Regions from separate parts of the Mus musculus genome. Here region 1 is linked to region 2. A link is a contact called in public HiChIP or PLAC-seq data. All regions are on one chromosome and are shown on one strand. Each heading gives the region's core, a stretch centred on a gene start, on an enhancer-like site or on the middle of the called end of the contact. The rest is flanking DNA. Distances are from core to core; before and after follow the strand shown. Region 1 overlaps Celsr1 (cadherin, EGF LAG seven-pass G-type receptor 1). Region 2 has its middle 20 kb from the start of 7530416G11Rik.

Evidence for each region. HiChIP or PLAC-seq counts read pairs in DNA pulled down with a chosen protein or histone mark.
Region 1: a FOXA1 HiChIP or PLAC-seq map of pancreatic cancer cells shows a contact between it and region 2. The contact joins two enhancer-like sites. A contact is called at or near these places in 1 of 115 datasets of contacts at active chromatin or transcription factors (pancreatic cancer cells) and 1 of 9 other capture datasets (pancreatic islet).

Annotation. Positions count from the first base shown.
Region 1 is chr15:85,906,622-85,910,984 of GRCm38.p6, forward strand. It overlaps Celsr1 (cadherin, EGF LAG seven-pass G-type receptor 1), which reads right to left. Exons shown (of 35, transcript NM_009886.2): 25 at 974-1,148. Among named protein-coding and RNA genes, the nearest start is that of Trmu, 29 kb to the left of the region's middle. Within about 2 kb of position 2,715, at least 53 of the 459 cell types and tissues checked have an H3K27ac peak or open chromatin away from gene starts, as enhancers often do. A contact at or near this core is called in pancreatic cancer cells, where this site is marked.
Region 2 is chr15:85,520,768-85,525,100 of GRCm38.p6, forward strand. No RefSeq gene overlaps it. Among named protein-coding and RNA genes, the nearest start is that of 7530416G11Rik, 20 kb to the left of the region's middle. Within about 2 kb of position 2,789, at least 113 of the 459 cell types and tissues checked have an H3K27ac peak or open chromatin away from gene starts, as enhancers often do. A contact at or near this core is called in pancreatic cancer cells, where this site is marked.

The DNA.
Region 1 (4,363 bases), core at 1,465-3,964, 390 kb after region 2:
GGATGAGTTTCATCAGAACCCTAGGGGCCTTGGGAGACTTTGTCCAGAACCCTGAAATGCCACCAGGGGCATGCCAGAAAGGGAGTTCATGCCAGGAAGGGGGTTCATGCCCTCCTACTGAGAACAGAAGTATGAATCTTCCTCAACAGGAGGCAGATGTTGGTTTTCTATAGTTATTGAAAAGTGTTGGCCAAGCATGATGGCAAATGCCTTCAATCTCAGCACTCAGGAGGTAGAGGCAGACAGATCTCTGAGATCAGAGCCAGCCTGTTCTACAGAGCAAGTTCCATGACAGCCAGGACTACAAAGAGAAACCCTGTCTTCAACCCCCTCCCCAAAAAAGAAGAAGAAGAAGAAGAAGAAGAAGAAGAAGAAGAAGAAGAAGAAGAAGAAGAAGAAGAAGAAGAAGAAGAAGAGGAGGAGGAGGAGGAGGAGGAGGAGGAGGAGGAGGAGGAGGAGGAGGAGGAGGAGGAGGAGGAGGAGGGAGAGGAGGAAGAAGAAGAGGAAGAAGAAAAGGAAGAAGAAGAGGAAGAAGAAAAGGAAGGAGGAGGAGGCAGAAAAGGAAGGAGGAGGAGGAGGGCAAAGCATGCTGGGAAAGTATGCACACAGCAGTCCTCACTAGGATGGCATCCAGTTGGTATATTGATTTAGCACACATACATCATGTCCTTCCATCCACCTGTGCTCTCACTAGTTCACCTGCCTATTGATCTACTCATTTCCCTCCTTCTGTGACGGGAGGAGAACCTCTTCCAACTACACAAAGAACCCTAAGCCCTCTGATCCTGCAGCTCACGCCTGACCAGAGAGACCTATGTCCCCACTGGCCGGGAATAGCCCCACTTCTACACACAGCTAAATGTCAAGGGTTAGGAAAAAGACAGACGGCTCAGAAGAAAGAAGACAGACGGCTCAGGAGAAATCTGCATTTTAACACAGGCCACCCTGGCAAAGCTGCGCTGTGTGTCCTTACCTGTGACAATGGCAGGGATGCCCCAGCCCACCACGTGGTAGAACCGCATGGGCCCAGTGTCGATGTTGCGCACTTCTGTCAGCATGCGGTAGACATGCAAGTTCTCCACAAGGGTCCAGGCGAAGGTGCCCATGGAGACGTAGTGCAGGAGGATGGCGACCACTGTGCAGAGAAACTGGGTGGAGAGGAGCAGGCTTAGCAGGCAGCCCGAGGCCCTGGGACTCTGGAAGGGGCAGGCTGGCAAGCACTCGGTAAAACTGCCACAGGGGATCCAAGCCTGGGGTGGGGGGGTGATCCCTCCTCAGGCAGAGGCCAAATCGTAATAGGACTGAAGAGCGACCAAATCAGGCTGTTCTGCAATGGCAGGGTCTCTAGTGTCCCCAAAGGGCAGCAAAGCTCCTCTCTTCTGTCTAATTCAGCAGAAATGGCTGAGCATGACCTGGGGTCACTACCAAGAGTGCGGGTAATTCAGGAACAGGGGATGGGCAAAGCACTAGTTTTTTTTTGTTGTTGTTGTTTTTGTTTTTGTTTTGTTTTTTTTTTTTTGAGAATATTTTTGTGAGCTTGTTCTAATTTTTAAATATTTGATTTTTAATATTTATTATTATATCTAAGTACAGTGTAGCTGTCTTCAGACACGCCAGAAGGGGGCATCAGATCTCATTACGGATGGTTGTGAGCCACCATTTGGTTGCTGGGATTTGATCGCAAGACTTTCGCAAGAACAGTCAGTGCTCTTACCCGCTGAGCCATCTCCAGCCCCAGTTTGTTTTTGTTTGTTTGTTTTTAATGTATGTGTGTTCTGCTGCATGTATACCTGCAGGCCAGGAAGAGGGCATCAGATCCTCTTATAGAGGGTCATGAGCCACCATGTGGTTGCTGGGAATTGAACTCAGGACCTCTGGAAGAACACAGCCAATACTCTTAACTGTTGAGCCATCTCACCAGGCCCTACTTCAAGTTTTTATTTTAAAAACACTATGGAGTGGCATTTGCTCAGGCCAAAAGCTCCCGGGCTGAGACCTCAGCCTATGTTCCCAGAAATGCTAGCCAGTAGGTGCAGCCGGGGTTCTAGGGAGCACTTCTTCCAGGGGCCTCTCTGTCCAGTAGGAACAATGTCTTGATGTTTTCTGCGGGTCCAAGACCACAGAAGGAGGAGACTCTTCTACCCATCTGCCCTTAGCCAGACAGTGCTATGTGTCAGGCCAAAGGCCATGTGCTACAAATGAGAATGCGGCACGTGGGCTGAAGGACAGCACGCATCTCCTTGAGGAATGAGTCAGCAAGGAAGCCAGCTCTGCCTGCTGGTGTACAGAAGACCCAGCAGTGTCAGGAACAAGGTCATGGGAAAAAGGACAAGGGACAAGGGACACTGAGCTCCCAGAGTTTAGCCTAGGGAGGCATTCATATAAACCCAGCCTGAGATGTTCCACAATGAGACTTGAAGATGTAGCCCAAGGGCAGCTGCTCATGGGCCTTTTGGGAGTCAAGGCCTAGACAGAGCTTCCAGGCTAGCCCGCTGGAAGATAACGGTAGGTTTCCCAGCAGGAAGTTAAGCCAGGCAGGGTAGAAAATGAGAGGGGACAGAGAGGAAGGGGAAAACCTGGCCCTGTTCACACTGGCCACCTGGAAAAACCCAGGCCACACCCACAGCTTACCCACACCATTAACCACAGCTGCAACTGACCCCACCCACAACTAGGCAAAAGTCACCCTGGCCACAAGCACAATCTAACCCCACAGCTGGCCACATCCTCACCAAAGTCCACCCTTGACTGGCACACCCATGCATGGGGCCCACACTGGCAGCTGTAGTCCAATGTTCTGCCCTTGACCATAACCCTGTATCTTCCCAGAGGAAAGCACCGCCCCCCCCCCCACCTCACTCCCACAGATTCACAGACATAGGAGGAGAGCCATAAACTCAACCTCATCCTAGATGTGACTATGTTCAAATACCAGGTCACCGCACTCTGAGGAAAGGCAACAGAGCACAGGCTGGAGGGTACCCTGACAGAACCACCTGATGCCAGGTCAGCCTCCAAGGGTCACATGCTCTCCAGAGATAACACCCGGACAGTGCAAGGGACCTATGTGAGCACGCACACTTGTCACCTACACTGCAAAGCTGAAGACAGAAACAGGGCTACAGCTGGGGCATGCTCTCTGCTGGCATCTCAGAATGCCAGCTGTGAGGGGGCAAGCCTGAGCTGGATCCCCCCCCCCATCCCCATACGCCATTTCCGCAGTGGAAAGTGGGGCTGGCTCAGCTGGAGGAGGAGGAGGAGGAGGGTGGGAAGGCTGGCTGGCTGTTGCTTTAAATGATGAACAAATAAACCTCAAACAAAACAAAAAACCGCCATTTGAAAAAGGGCAGGAAATCAACCATAGGATCTGGCGGGGTTGTGTGGACACGCTTCTACACTAAACATACTCGCTTTTCCAGAACAGAACAAACACACACTAAATCATTTCAGCCTGTCAGGCTTCTGGGAGATAAACGGCCTCACCTGGAGATACGAATGGGAGTTTAGATAAAACTCAGAAAACCTGGGCACCGTGCCAAGCCCCTGCCACCACACACTGTCCTCCTGGGGTGCATTTGCCTGCTCTGTGCCCCCCTGGTGCCTGGAAAGCTCTCATGCCAGCAGGGGCCGAGTCAGAAGTGAGCCTTGGCCTCTCAGTGAGCTGCATGCCGTGCTTAGCAGCAGGGAGTGGCTCGAAGCTGTTGACTACTTTTCTCTATCCAGACCTTGAGAAGGCACACCTACAGGACCCCAAAATGAGTCTCAGCTTGCTGAGCCTTCGAACGGGCCTCCCATGTCCACGCCTGGGAGATGAATCCCATATCCATGCCCGCTCTGGGAGGAATAATATCTGGCCTTGGAGGGTGGCAAGGAGGTTTGGTCCTGGTTCATCGGATCCAACCCTGTGCTACTGTGACCCTACAGGAAAGCCACCAGGTTCATCAAGAGGACTGGGTCTAGGATGGCCCAGGAAGCCATGCCTAGGAGGTAGCAGGGTCTGCTCTTTTTTCCTGAGGGGTCTGATCACCCAGGAAGGTCTCTGAGCTGGCTGGGAAACTCCAGCTCTCGTCTTCTTCCCGCTTCTGTCCCAGAGCCTGACTTGGACCTCAAATCTCCATGCCCGGGTAGCTGTGTCCAGCTGCCACCTACTCGTCCCATTACCAGCAGTTGATTCTACCCTCCTCCACCTCACCCCAGCTCTTAAAAATCACCCCAGCCCTTCCCTGCTCCCTGCCCTAGTCCCTGTTCTGGTCCTCAACTACCAAGCCTGTGTTGGAGCACAGAGCTCTGACTGGTTGTCATAGTGCTTCTGGGCACAATACAACCTATACATAGACGTTGGTGCTTTGTGGAGTGACATGCC
Region 2 (4,333 bases), core at 1,539-4,038:
TCTTTCTCCCTAGGTTTTTAGAACCTGTCAAAACCCAGGCCAGTGGTTGGGACCAAAACTTCAACACATGATGAACCTGTAGAGATATTTCCTATCCAAATCACAACCTTCCTCTGGCTCAGTGCCCCAGCTCCAGACTGCCCAAGGTCCTTTCTTGAAGAATAAGAGTTCTTGATTCTGGTGTGCTCAGGCCAGCCTAGGAAGTTCTGGGGTTTGTCTGCTGAGAAGGCACCTGTCTAGATACAGGGTGGCAGGGGCTCTGAGTGCTTGCTCCCAAGGAGGTCAGGCCCTGAGCTGGGGCTCTGCAGACACTCCCTCCCCTAATCATCTTTGATGTCATAGCCCTGGCCGACCTCTCCAGATGGTGGAGTTTCTGTCTCTCCTTGAGGGCTGTAACCCACACTCACCCCAGAGTTGGCAGCAAGATGCCCTTGCAGACAGGACTGGCAAGCATTAGGCAAAACACTGGAGACATTCTGTGCAGGGAAGACAGAAGAGATACCAGTGTATTCAGGACCCATCTGGATCCTCTTCCCCACTGCCCTGGAGACCTAGAAATGGGAGCAATGGCCAGGTCTGAGGCTCCTCAGCCCCATGCGGGCCCTGGGAGTGATATGGACAAGCTGGCAAGGCTATGATACGACAGGTCAGATGGGCAGGGTCACAGGGATGCTTGCTATTTTGAATGACTTCTGCATGCTTGCTCTGAGGTGCAGGGGGACTCAGCTGCTGGACAGAGGATGATCGCTCCTGAGGTGCAAGGCGTCACTGCCACGTAAGGGTGACCTCTGTGTGGTCAGTGGGCAGCCACAGTGAACAGGGTGACCTGTTCAGGCTAGGTCTCTACAACCTCTAAGAGTCACAGGGAAGACACTTACTTAACTTATACACACACACACACACACACACACACACACACACACACACACACATGATACAGGCACATTTTAGTAAGTAGCTAAGCTGCGTATGTAACAGGCTTCCCCAGGATGGCGATGGAGTGGAAAGTTCCTGTCACCTAGTGATGTCATAGCTATCATACTGTCATAGCTCAGTGTTTGGGGCAACATCAGATGAACAAGCTCTATGGTGTCAGCGGGATAAAAAGCTCAGTGTGTGCCACATACAGTGTGTGTGTTCAATGGCGGTTGCACACTGGGCTGCTGTATGTTCTAGTGTCACTGAGATAAAGTCATCCCCATCAGGCATGTGTTTACACAATGGCATCGAAAGTCCATGTGCAGTGTCAGAGTGACAGAGCACCATCTATGCCAGTGGGGGAATGTCTGCTTCAGAGCTGACAGCCACCAGGCCTGATGGAAAGGTTCCCATTCAAACCACAGCAAGGTAATCTCAATTTTGCCCCACCAGGGACATGCACTCCCCTGACCCTGGCTCATTCCAAGAGGAGGAGGAGATCGGTCCTTTCCACCTGACCTTACTGCCCGGAGGCAGAGGACCCCTGAAGCCCTGGAGCCTAGAAAGGATGTTGGGGAGTTCAAGGATGCAGGGAGCTGTAGGTAGAGTCCCTCCAACTATAGTTTTCAAAAAATGATGTTGGCTATTTCTCATCGTTAGCATAAGTGTCTCATAAGATTTGCTGGAAGCCAGTGGCAGTGGTGTTAGTGCATGCCTTTAATCCCAGCACTGGGGAGATGCTGGGGTTCCATAGAGGAACCCTGTCTCAAAAAACAAACAAACAAACAAACAAACAAACAAAAAACAGACTTGCTAGAAAGACTGGAGCAGAAGACATTAAGAACAGGGGAAGGGGGCGGGGGAGAGAGGCTGGGGGTATTCTGAGACTCTGCACTTTCTTTTCAGTAAACCCAAAATTACTCTAAAGAGAAGTTGGAGGCTGGAGAGGTGGCTCGGTGGTTAAGAGCACTGACTGCTCTTCCAGAGGTCCTCGGTTCAATTCCCAGCAACCACATGGAGGCTCACAACCATCTGTAGTGGGATCCGATGCCCTCTTCTGGTATGGCAGGAGACAATGGCAATGTACTCATAAAAATAAAAATAAATGAGAGGAGAGAGAGAGAGAGAGATTGGTTTTAAAAAGTAAAAAAAAAAAAAAAAAAAAAAAAAAGCCTGAGATTGGTCCACACAGGGAAGCACCCGGTGAGCGACACTGACAGGCAGCAGCAGAGGGCAGATCTTTCTTGTCAGGGGTGTAGCCTCAAGGGATCAGTGGCCAGGACATGTACAGGCTTTGGGTGCCATTCCCCTTCTGGGTGGGTGGTAACACAGACGATACAGTTTTGAAGTCTCGTTGGGTTGTTCATTTCTGCTAGACTTCCCCTGTGGGTTCCATGTCGTTAGAAACCTCCAGAAAAAATAGGTTGGTGGAAGGAAACTGGAGATCTCCGACAGGAGAGGATGGCTCATCTTGTGCTCGCCGTGTCTGTGTATTTCTCAATGGAGAGGACTTTGTCCCCCACTGCTGAGGTCCGACTCTGGCCTCATTTACAAGCTGGGTCCTGAATCTGTCTGGGGGGAGGGGTCAGCAGCCCTCCAAGGATGGATCACAGTGTCTTTGGAAGGTTGCCTTCTGATTCAAGAAACACCCCCTCCACACAGTCTCAAGCCCTGCCCAGAAACCAGCGAGATGTAGTCCCTGCCATACACAAAGTTAATGGGCTCAGCCGCTAGGGGGGTCAGGGGCAGATACCTGAATCCTCCGTAAACACTTCTTCCGGGCAGCTTTGAGCTCCCCGGGGCATGCTCTAACCCTCCCTGATGGTGACAGGGCTGGGGCTGGGCCAGGCCAGGGCAGAGCCGGTGACATCATGAAAAGAGCTTTGCCAGTACTTTCCCGACCTCGGAAACCCCAGCATCCCGCTCCAGGAACTGGCCTGCGGCACCGGCTTTGGCTGGCTGCCCCAGGAGTGTGGCAGGGAGGCCCGGAGGCCCCCCTGCTGCAGAGTCTGCTCCTAAGGTCCCTTTCCTTCCAGGGCCTTCCAGGGATCCTGGGCCAGTGTGAGAACCAGCAGGGTCAGCTCCTCCACCCCACCCCTGCCCTCTCCTTTACTGCAAGAAAAATAAACAGCTGTCCTGCTTCTGAGACTGGAAACCCCACCACAGTGTGGCCTCTGCTGAGCCCAGCTGTGGGCTGACTCACAGCCTGCCCTGGGTGGGGGCAGCGCTCAGGGCCCAGAGCTGCCCCAGGAACCCCTCAGAGACCTTGGGCCAGGCCCATGCCTCTCTGAGCCCCACCAGCTTGCCTATGCCTGGCGGGCAGGAGGAAGTGTCCATTCCAGGACACCTGGGCTGAACCACACACATCTTGGATTCCCTCCAGCCAGCCCCTGACCGCGTCTCTCTCCAGTGGCATCCTGAGATCAATCCAAAGGCCAGCACTACACCTCTAACTGACTATGGTGTGGTCAGGAAGGAAAGCTGGAAGAAGAGCGTTGGTGTGGTTTGGGGTCTTCTGAAGGCCACAGCCAGGCCTCGCATGGGGCAGGAAAACAAATGACTGCTAACAAGGGTGGGAATGGGGCCAGAGGTCTTACGAGCCCTTGACCATCCACCATTAGGGTCATGCCCTCTATACCATCATTGCGCTAGTCACCAGTTCTTCTCCATCCTTTCTTCCTGTCTCCTTCCCTCTTCTCCACCTATATCCTTCAGTCTCTCCAGTTAGCAAGACGCAATGGCAGCTTGCAGCACCCAGTAACCATGAGGGAGGCAACTCTTGACCCTCAACTCAGTGTCAGCCAACCCATGTGCCTGCGGTGGGAGACAGGGGAGGGGCTTCTGTTCTGCCAGAAGACAGGGGTGACAGAGTGCCAGCCTAGGACTGTGTGCCTCCTTGGGACAATGCTGTTACTCCTGTCCTGGGAGGGGTGTGGAGTGTGGGGAGTGCCAGGGCTCCCCAGCCGATGGAGGGGCTGGAGGCTTAGCAGAGGGCCTGGTGGGGCAGGGGCCCAAGCAGAGGATGACCGAAGCCCCGCTGGGTTCCCACGCTGGACAGCAAGGCAGGTGTGGCCTTGGGGTCAGCGAACGGCAGGAGGCTCTGGAAAGCCCGGTGTCTGGCCTGGCGGGCAGGAACGTCAACCAATTAACCTGTAATCGCCCAGGGAGAAGCTAAGAGGATTTGCCTTTGTCCAGCTAATTATTCTGCACCAACACTTTCCCTTTCCTGGGAGCTCAAGCCCTCTGCAGAACTTTAATTAAAAAGAAGCCGCTTTCTCAATGACTCCCGGGGTGGAGCTGCCGGCCTCCATCCTTTGCTGATGGTCTGGGCACCTTCTCTGAGCTCCCCGCCCCCAGAAGACTCTTGCCTACCCCACTCCACCCCCAATGCTGTCAGGCCCTTCAGGTCCCCTCT